Linked DNA regions of Mus musculus: region 2 is linked to region 1. A link is a contact called in public Hi-C data. All regions are on one chromosome and are shown on one strand. Each heading gives the region's core, a stretch centred on a gene start, on an enhancer-like site or on the middle of the called end of the contact. The rest is flanking DNA. Distances are from core to core; before and after follow the strand shown.

Region 1 (4,225 bases), core at 151-2,650:
GGCAGCACCTGATTAATTGCCCAGGGAATGGCTGGGATGATAAATGTTTTAGGAACTCCGAGGAGGGAGCCATTTCTCCAAGTCAAGCAGAACCGACAGACGCCACGGGGGTAATTGTGCCCTTTTGAAGGGGCCTGTGGGGCTGCTGTCTGGGGAGGTCATTGTCCCAAGGTAGAGACAGAAAAGAGCCTTTTAATTTTTTTTTTTTAAGGAACATCTGATGCTTCATTGGTTGCTCTTTGCTTACTTCTCCCCCCCCCCCCCTTTAGGAAATAAGAGGCAGCAAAAACTCGCTATTCATTTCCTTTCTACCTCCTTAAACCTCTTATCAACTTCTCTCTCTAACGTGGGGCTGGAATTCAGTGTTTATGTTATAGACCCAGAGGATGAAGATGCTGGCCTTCAGCCCCCAAAGCAACTGGGGTATCTCTCTCTTGGCAAATGGCTTCATGCCACATTACAAAATCATCCTTCTCAAGGAAGTGATAAGACTGACAAGTGTTTAGACTTTGCCCTAATTTTTCAAGAGGCTGAAGCAGAGATACTTCTCTGAAGCTCTTGGGTCCTGGTTTCAATTTGCTCCGGGTATCTATTGAGCATAAACAGCCCCTTTCATCATGGCCTGAACCATGAACTGATTCACAGATGCCCAAGGCTTTATCTCATCAGATCTCAATCTCATGGCCGAGTCTCTGTGAGCAAGGGAGGCTGTCTGACTGGCTAGAAACTCCAGGCCTGGATGGGAAGATGTCACATCTTGAGATAGTGGGGGGCTGGAGGGGGTGGGGGTGGGGACCAACACGAACAAATGCAAACAGCCCTTCGTGAGCTATGATGGGCAGGTGCAGCTGCCTCCCAGCCCAGTGGGGCCAGCTCCAGGCTCTCCTGTCCCCAGCAGCAGGAAAGCAGATGGCTGGTGATGGATCACAGGGCTGTCATCTGCGGGGGCTGAATGGTGATGTCACAGCTGGGGAGGGGGCTTCAGGAGCTGGGAGAGGCCCAGAGAGAAGTGCATTAGGTTGGAGGCTGGACTTACATGTGGTGTCTTCTCTCTCTTTCTTTCCCCTCCCCCCTCTTTTATTGCTCAGAACTAAGAAACTTGAACCCCTGTGAAAAATCTAACATCTGAACAAACATAGCCCTCAGGGTAGTTAAAGCATGCCCTGAGCCCAGTCCTTCTTAAATGGCTATTGGGGGATTTTGCTAGGATGTTCCCATGGTGTTAAAAGCCAGGCTTTGGGGACAGAATTGGTGACAGGTCCTACAGAGCCACACCACTAAGCTAGGGGCGTGACACCTATTCTCTCAGTTTCCTCCCCCTCTAAATGGGGCTGTGGAAGGCATGCATACAAATAGCACACACGGAGGGTGAGAGGTGAATTCCCCACCCCCACCCCTGCAAGGGCAAGCACAGAGCACCAGCTGTGGGCAGATGAGACTGTACAGGCAAAGCCCCTCCCACCCTGGGAGTTCTTGTTGCAATGAGACTCCTTTGGATTTTTCTCAGTACTCTCTAGAGCAGGAGAGGGCAGATGCTTGGGAGGAGACAGCATAGATCACTTGCTCAGAGGTCCAGAGGTACAGGAGGATGAGGTAAGCAGCAACAGAGGCTGCTGAGAGGCTGTGGGAGCATGGTCAAGCCAAGGGAGTAGATAACAATTTCCAGTTTAAACAGTGACAGAAGCTTGGAGGCAAAAACACTCATGCATTTACAGGGCAGGGTCCTAGCTAGCGGGAAACAGAGGCAAGAGAAGAAGGGGGCTGGGGAGTCTGTTTTATTTCAAATTATAAACAAGTTCCGTATGTTGATTCTCAAGGAAGGCAGCCTTGGCTCCAAAGAGGCTGACAGTTATTTGTTGATCTTATGGAAACTATATCATCAAATATTTCACCATTGCTTGAGTTCTTGGGAGAAACAATATCTCATGAGTTCCTCCAGCATACAATATCATCAGGACAGAAAGCTGGAGGAATTTATGAGGAGGCAAAACTTCCAGAGACCCAGGCATCCTTGGATAGGATGGGCTTCACCACTTCTGTGAGTTGGGTGTTCCCAGCAGCAAGACCCAGAGCAGCCACAAGCTTGTCCCACTGTCACCATTGATAAGGCTGCTTCTTGCAGAGGCTCCTGCCATTGCCCTTGCTAGTGTGATGGAGCCCAGGCTCAGAACCCTGGCCTCTGAAGTAGACGTATCCAAAGGGAAGTGATAAGCATGGCCTCCCAGATGAGGTGTCTGTAGGATATCACCAGGTCCACACGCTCACTGGGTAGCAGCGCCCTGCAGCTCCTCTCATTGACACCATGCCCTCTAGAATGACACCCTGCATCTTTCTAAGGGAATCCTTCTCAGTAAGAATTCCCAGGGTCTCCCCTCAACTAGTCCTCTTTATACAGGAGCATCACACAGCTCATAAAGGTTACACAGGCACACCCTGAGTTCAGGCGAGACATGGCACCAGGCACTCAAAGGATGTCTCAGGTCACTTTGATGAAGGTAGATCTCCCTTCAGTGGATCAGGAAACAGGATCTGGGAGTGGAAGAGGATCATGACAGCTAATCCTAGTTGTTGGCTCTGAGCAAGTCTATGAAGGATTGTTTAGATATGGCTGGCTGAAGTAGGAAGAGTCCACCCTGAATGTGGGCTGGGGTCTCAGACTGAATAGAAAGGAGACAGTGAGCCAAGCGGCAGCCTTTTTTTCTGTCTGTGTCCTGACTGCAGACACAACATGGCCAGTTGCTTCAGGCTCTACCACCGTGATTTGCCAGCCATGATGGACTGCTTCTCTGAATCATAAGCCAAAATAAACTCCTCTTTCTTTAAGTCGCTTGGTCCTGTGCTTTGTAACTGAGTAGGGCTTGATGAAGAAAATGGGTCATTTGAGCCTGCTCTTCACCATCAAATCCTCTCCAATTTTGAGGCTCCTCTTGTTTGAGTTTGCTTTCTATTCCCGAGATAAACGCCACAACCAAAACCAATTTAGAGGAATGGAATATTTATTTCTCTTAGACTTCTAGGTCACAGTCCATCCCTGGGAGAGCAGAAGCCATAAAGAAGTGCTATTTTCTGGCTTTTGCTTAGCTAACTTTTTTACCTGGCTCAAGACCACTTGCTAAGGGAGAGTGCCACCCATAGTGGGCTGGGACCTCTCCTTATAAACATACTCATGAGCCAATCCAAGCTCAACAATCTCTCAGTTGAGACTCTCTTTTCATGTGACTCTAGGCTGTATCAAGTTGACAGTTAAAGACAACTAGGACACACCACCCCTTGGCCACTTCACACACGCATGTTCATGCACACGCATGCATACACACACACATGCATGCACATGCACATACACAAATATTACTTTAAATCATGACCTTTCAAGTCTCTGTTCCCAAGATATTGTGTTAATATTACAATACAAAGCCCAGTACAACTTTAAATGTCCTACAGTGTGAAACTAGAGAGCTGATTCAGAGGTCAAGGTCACTGGCTGCTCTTACAAAGGACCTGGGTTTAGTTCTCAGCACCCACATGACAGCTCACAACCACCGAGGGGGTCCAATGGTCCATCTTCTGGCCTCTGTGGGTACTAAGCATGCATGTGGTGCACATACATAAATGTAAAACGTTTAAAATCTTTTTTTCTAAAGGTCTCACAGTCGTTAACATTTCTAGTGCTTTAAAAGTTCAATATCTCTGTAAAAGTCCAAAGTCTCTTAACAGTAGTTTCAAATAAATAAATAAATAAATAAATAAACAAACAAACAAACCAAAATGCCTATCCACCTCTTGTTTCAGGCAGTGGGCGACCCTAGGAGGACCTGCACCCCTCAGTCAATAGCCCGAGTGCCCACCAGACGGTACTCGGCCAGATTGAAGTCATGGCCATTCTTTTTGCTGTTGTTGCCAGGGGAACCACTATCCTTGCCAAACATGCTTGGTGTGGAGGAAACTTCCTGGAGGTGACAGAGCAGATTCTGGCTAAGACGCCTTCTGAAAATAATAAACTAACTTGCTCACATGGCAATTATTTGTGTCGTTACGTCTGCCAAGACAGGATCGCGTATCTTTGTATCACCGATGATGAGTTTGAGCGTTCTCGAGCCTTCAGTTTTTTGAACGAAGTAAAGAAGAGATTCCAGACAACTTACGGTTCTAGAGCAAGACTGCACTTCCTTATGCCGTGAATAGCGAGTTTTCAAGCATTTTGGCTGCACCACTGAAGCACCGCTCC
Region 2 (4,573 bases), core at 8-2,507, 260 kb after region 1:
TCTGGCTGTCTGCAGCAGCGTCCAGCCAAGGCTCCCTACACCCCAGATGTGTCTGCCTCTCTGTTTCTTGATTGCAGAAGGGGGCTGGCTGGGGATCTCTGCCACATGTCCTCCCTCGGCACTTTCATTCAAGTCTCAGACTGAATACTATCTCCTCAAGAAGACTAGCATTAGTGCCTCCCCCCAAAACATCACCCCCCCCCCTCTCTTCCACCCACCATGGCCACATGTTGATCAGTGTTAGAAGGGCTTTTAATTCATTCATGTCTATCTTCTAGACAATGTAACCCCATCTCAGCATCTTCCCGGTGGGCTCAGAAATGCCTGGGGCCGGGTGGAAAGGGCCTGAGAACATAGGTGACTCTTGAGGATACAGGGACTGGTGAAAGCCAAAGGCCACTTGTGGCCTCCCTGGTGGGAAAGACTGAAGCAGTTTCTCTGTAGCTTCCATATGGAGACATGTGGGCACAGAGAGGGGCTTGGCACAGGGCTTCACAGTAAGCAGAGGCTTGGGTCAGCTAGATCCCGGCTGGGGACAGAGGTCAGGGCGTTCTAGGAGGAATGTGGGGGCTTCTTGCTGTAACAGGGAAGGTCATTTGGAATGGCTCAGCAGGTCCTGTGCTACCTGGTTACATACGCTAAATCAGAGGGTGCTTCCGGGCTGGGCTTCGTTCGCTATGCCCACTATGGAGAGAGCTGACAGAAGAAAGCCTCTTTTAGTGAGGAGAGAAGTGGTGGGCAGAGGCCAGGGCCTCGAAACCCCCAGGCCTTGCCACCCTGGCAGAGAGAGAGACCCAGAAGCATTCTCCTTGGCAGAAGGGAAGAGCCTAGTCTCGGCTGTGAAAAAACAAAACAAAATTAATGTTCTCCACTGTGTGTGCAGTCACGTTGACAGGGAGGCAAAGCCCGTGCGGTTGATAATTTCACAGTGCAAGTCCCAGGAGAGCAAAAGAGCTTTTTTTCTTTTTAATAAAAAGTTTAGATTGTACACAGCTCTCGGAGGCCCGTTAGCTACCAGACTCTGCCTAGCAGAGGCCGTTGTTTCTTTGCTTTTCTCTAAGCGAATGTGTTTAATCTCCCAGCGGTACCACCGAGCAAAGAAGCAGTGTGTGTGTGTGTGTGTGTGTGTGTGTGTGTGTGTGTGTGTGTGTGTGTGTGTGTGTGTGCTGCTGACGCTCGCTCGGCCTCTCCGTGTGTCCTCTCCTGGGAGCCAGGGTGACTCAGGCTCTGGCTGGAGCCTCTGACGCAGGTGGAATTGCATTAGGGCCCTGGCAGGGGCTGGTGCAGGGCCATTAGTCACTGATGAGGGCTGGGGGCAGGGGTTGTTCCCACTTACAGAGGTGGGCTTCGGGTGGCAGCCGTCCACCTCCCGTCTGCTCAGAGCTAGTCACCTGAAGAGATGGAAGACCCACTTCCACAAAGGGCAGAAATCATCCGTCCACACTGGAGGACTCTCCTATAGTCCAGGCAGCCCCCTCCTCCATGCCAGCCATTCTGTGGTCATCTCTGTTTTCTCACAGAGCTCAGCCCACTCCTTCCGGCTCCTTCAGCCCCTGCTCAGCTGGGTTGTCGCCCCCTACATCTCCATCACACATTTATCAACAACATCCTGTTTATTCACTTGGATCTCCAGAACAGCAGACCTCCTGTCAGGGCCCCTGCTGGGCCTCCCGCTTGCAGTGTCACCTGGCCCTGCAGGCGGGAGCTTACCAAACACTGGCTGAATGGGTAAATGCCGCCCGCATCCTGTCTGGAGGCTCAGGATGGGCTATTAAGTATCTACAAGGCACACACTGGCTTTAAGCACTCTCCATACTGCTTTTTCAGAAAGAATGGACGGAGCCAAACGCAGACATAAGACCTGGAGGACACTTGGCTCTCTTGGGGTAGTTGGTTTTAGAGCATCGAGGGTAACTCCTGTCTCAGATCAGGAGGCCACGGGACCTGACACTGTCCCAGGCACCCCAAGGGACCGAGAGGTCCTGAACCCCTTGAAAGAGCCATAGGTCGGTCAAGCCTCCTGCCCTGGCCCTGAAGGCCTGCCCCACAGCAGGTGACTGGCAGAGGGCTCTAGGCCATCCAGCCCCCAATTAGAAAACCAACAACACTGTGCAGACTTGTTGAGGGGGGCCTCCTCCCAGTGTGTTGCCCTTCCTAGGGGGCATTTAATAATTGATATCTTAGTCCTGGGGTACCTTTTAAATCTCTTAGACTAAGGGGAGAAGTAACAAGCAAAGGAGGTCTTGTTTGTTAAAAGAAATGCAAGACACCTCAGGAGGGAGTCCGGCTTTCAGACTCTGAGCTGAAGAGGGTCAGGGCTCTGTTCCTCTCCCTCCACTTCCTTCAGAAGTTCTAGGCTAAGTAGAAAGGGAGAAGAGAATGTGGCCAGCAAGATGGGAGTGAGACTGAGGCTGGGATGGATAGGTAGTAGCTCCTCCCTGACAGTAGGCCTTGGAGAGCTGAATTCGTAGGTGGTCAGGATAAGGCTCAGAAGCAAGCTCATGTGTCACAGGTCTGGGCTTAGAGAACTGGCTGCCTGGCCAGCTTACAACAACAGAAGAGCAGAAGGGCTGGGCACAGGGCATCTTTGCAGTGCTTCTAAGTGTGTAAATTAAGGAGTTGTGTCCAGCTAGAGCCAGAGAAGAACCAAACATTCAACCCCTTGGAGTCAGCGACAACCAGGAGCAGAATTATCATACTGAGAATGATATGGGCTGTGAATCGAACCCTAGTGTTAGATAGCGCACAGCATCCTGTTGTCCATGGCTTCCATAGAGGAAGTGAGCAAGAGCATGCAGCCAGATAGCAGATGGAAGATTTTAACCCTTTAAATATGCACAAAGTCATGTGCTAGACCAGACAAAGGCCTGTGTTTGATTCTAAGCACCACAGAAAACAGAAAAACAAACAAACAAACAAACAAACAAATAAAAAACCTGCCTTTCCCAGTTTCTTTGGCTAGAAAAAGCAAACATGTATCAAAGAACAATTATGTCCCTAGAGGAAAAAAAAATCTACATCTGCTAAATATGGTGATGAAATAGGAGGGGCAGGAGCTCAAGGCCAGCTTCAACTTTGTAGTAAGTTGGATATTAGCTTGGATCACAGGAGATCCTATCTCTAGAAATAATTCCCAAACACCAAACATACATACATACATACACACAAGAAGCAGTTGTCACTCACAAATACAAACTGGGAAAGAAAGAAATCTTGAAAATTACAATATGCAGGAGGCAGAGGCAGATGGATCTCTGTGAGTTAGAGACCAACCTGGTCTATATAGAAGGTTCCAGGCCAGCCATGGTTATATTGTGAAACTTGTCAAAAAAAAAGAAAAAAAAAAAAAAAAAAGCAGAAAAGTCAAAAGATTGTAAGTTAGAGTTGAAAAATTTCCCAGAAATAAACAGCAGAAATTTGGGGTGATTTTAGATTTTTTTTAAAGGGAACTATTAGAAGTGAAATGATGTTTTCAAAATCCCCAAAGGCACAAGCAACCTTGACTTTTATATCCAGTACAACTATCTAGTCAAGTGTGAGGACAGAATGGGACAGCTTCCTGTATTTTTCTCAGAAAAATTATGTCCCACATATGCCTTTCACAAAGACCTGATAAGAGCTGTGGTTTTACAAAAGAAATAAAAGAAGAAAGACCTAACTAGTCCACTCTTTGGTCCTTACCCAAAGAACTCCATGTCTTACCATGGGGATATTTGCACATCCATGCTTATTGCTGCTCTATGTACTATACAAAAAATAAGTAAGTAAATAAATTAAATAAAATTAAAAATGGAACCAACTTAGATGTCCATCAACAGATGAATAGATAATAAAGACATGGTGCACATATACAGTGGAATATTATTCAGCTGTAAACAAAAATGAAATTGTGAAATCTACAGGAAAACGGATGGACCTGAAAAGCATATTTAGCAAGGTGAAAGAAAAGAAATGCATGTTCTCCCTCATATGCAAATCCTAACCTAAATTGTATATATGTTTATATGTAAATGGGTATAAGTATGGACATACTTTAAAATTTAGAAATGAGACCAAGGGGCTAATAACAAGAGATGAGGAAGGACAGAGTGCAGGCAACAGACACGAGTCCTGACTGATGACCTAAAGCTATTTTTTCCTAATTTCAATTCAGTTAATACATTCTTGTGTGTGTGTGTGTGTGTGTGTGTGTGTGTTGCATAAATGAATAAAAATGCAATTTATGTTAGAAGTATAAAACCCTAAGTGAAGCTCCTGGCTTCAGAATGGCTGTCACAATTGTTCAAAAGTTCACTGAGAAGCATGGAGGTTGGGGAAATGTTCGAGAGGGTTCCTTAGACCTGCTGCTGGGCACTGTTTTCATTTAGTCAATTAGAATAAAGCAATTTTATTCATATTTTTTTAAAAATACAGTAATAACTAAATAAATCAGAAAAAGAAAATGGAGACCTAGAAAAGAGGAGTTGCAGCCCAAAAGAGAGCAAAGGAGATTTACTAATGACAGTAAATGGGGCGCATGGGGTGTCAGCACAGACGGGGTCTGGAGTGGGACCTCCAAAGACAACTGGGGAGA

Evidence for each region. Hi-C and Micro-C count contacts between places; a contact is called where the count stands out from the background.
Region 2: a contact with region 1 is called in a Hi-C map of the N1E-115 cell line, with 4 times the contacts expected there. The contact joins two enhancer-like sites. A contact is called at or near these places in 5 of 484 Hi-C or Micro-C datasets (the AML12 cell line, the N1E-115 cell line, cortical neurons and 2 more) and 4 of 115 datasets of contacts at active chromatin or transcription factors (differentiating embryonic stem cells, embryonic basal ganglia, embryonic midbrain and 1 more).

The regions. Positions count from the first base shown.
Region 1 is chr2:174,046,921-174,051,145 of GRCm38.p6, reverse strand. It overlaps the pseudogene Vamp7-ps. Among named protein-coding and RNA genes, the nearest start is that of Stx16, 28 kb to the left of the region's middle. Within about 2 kb of position 1,400, at least 49 of the 459 cell types and tissues checked have an H3K27ac peak or open chromatin away from gene starts, as enhancers often do. A contact at or near this core is called in the N1E-115 cell line, where this site is marked.
Region 2 is chr2:173,787,110-173,791,682 of GRCm38.p6, reverse strand. It overlaps the pseudogene Gm14371. Among named protein-coding and RNA genes, the nearest start is that of Vapb, 52 kb to the right of the region's middle. Within about 2 kb of position 1,257, at least 109 of the 459 cell types and tissues checked have an H3K27ac peak or open chromatin away from gene starts, as enhancers often do. A contact at or near this core is called in the N1E-115 cell line, where this site is marked.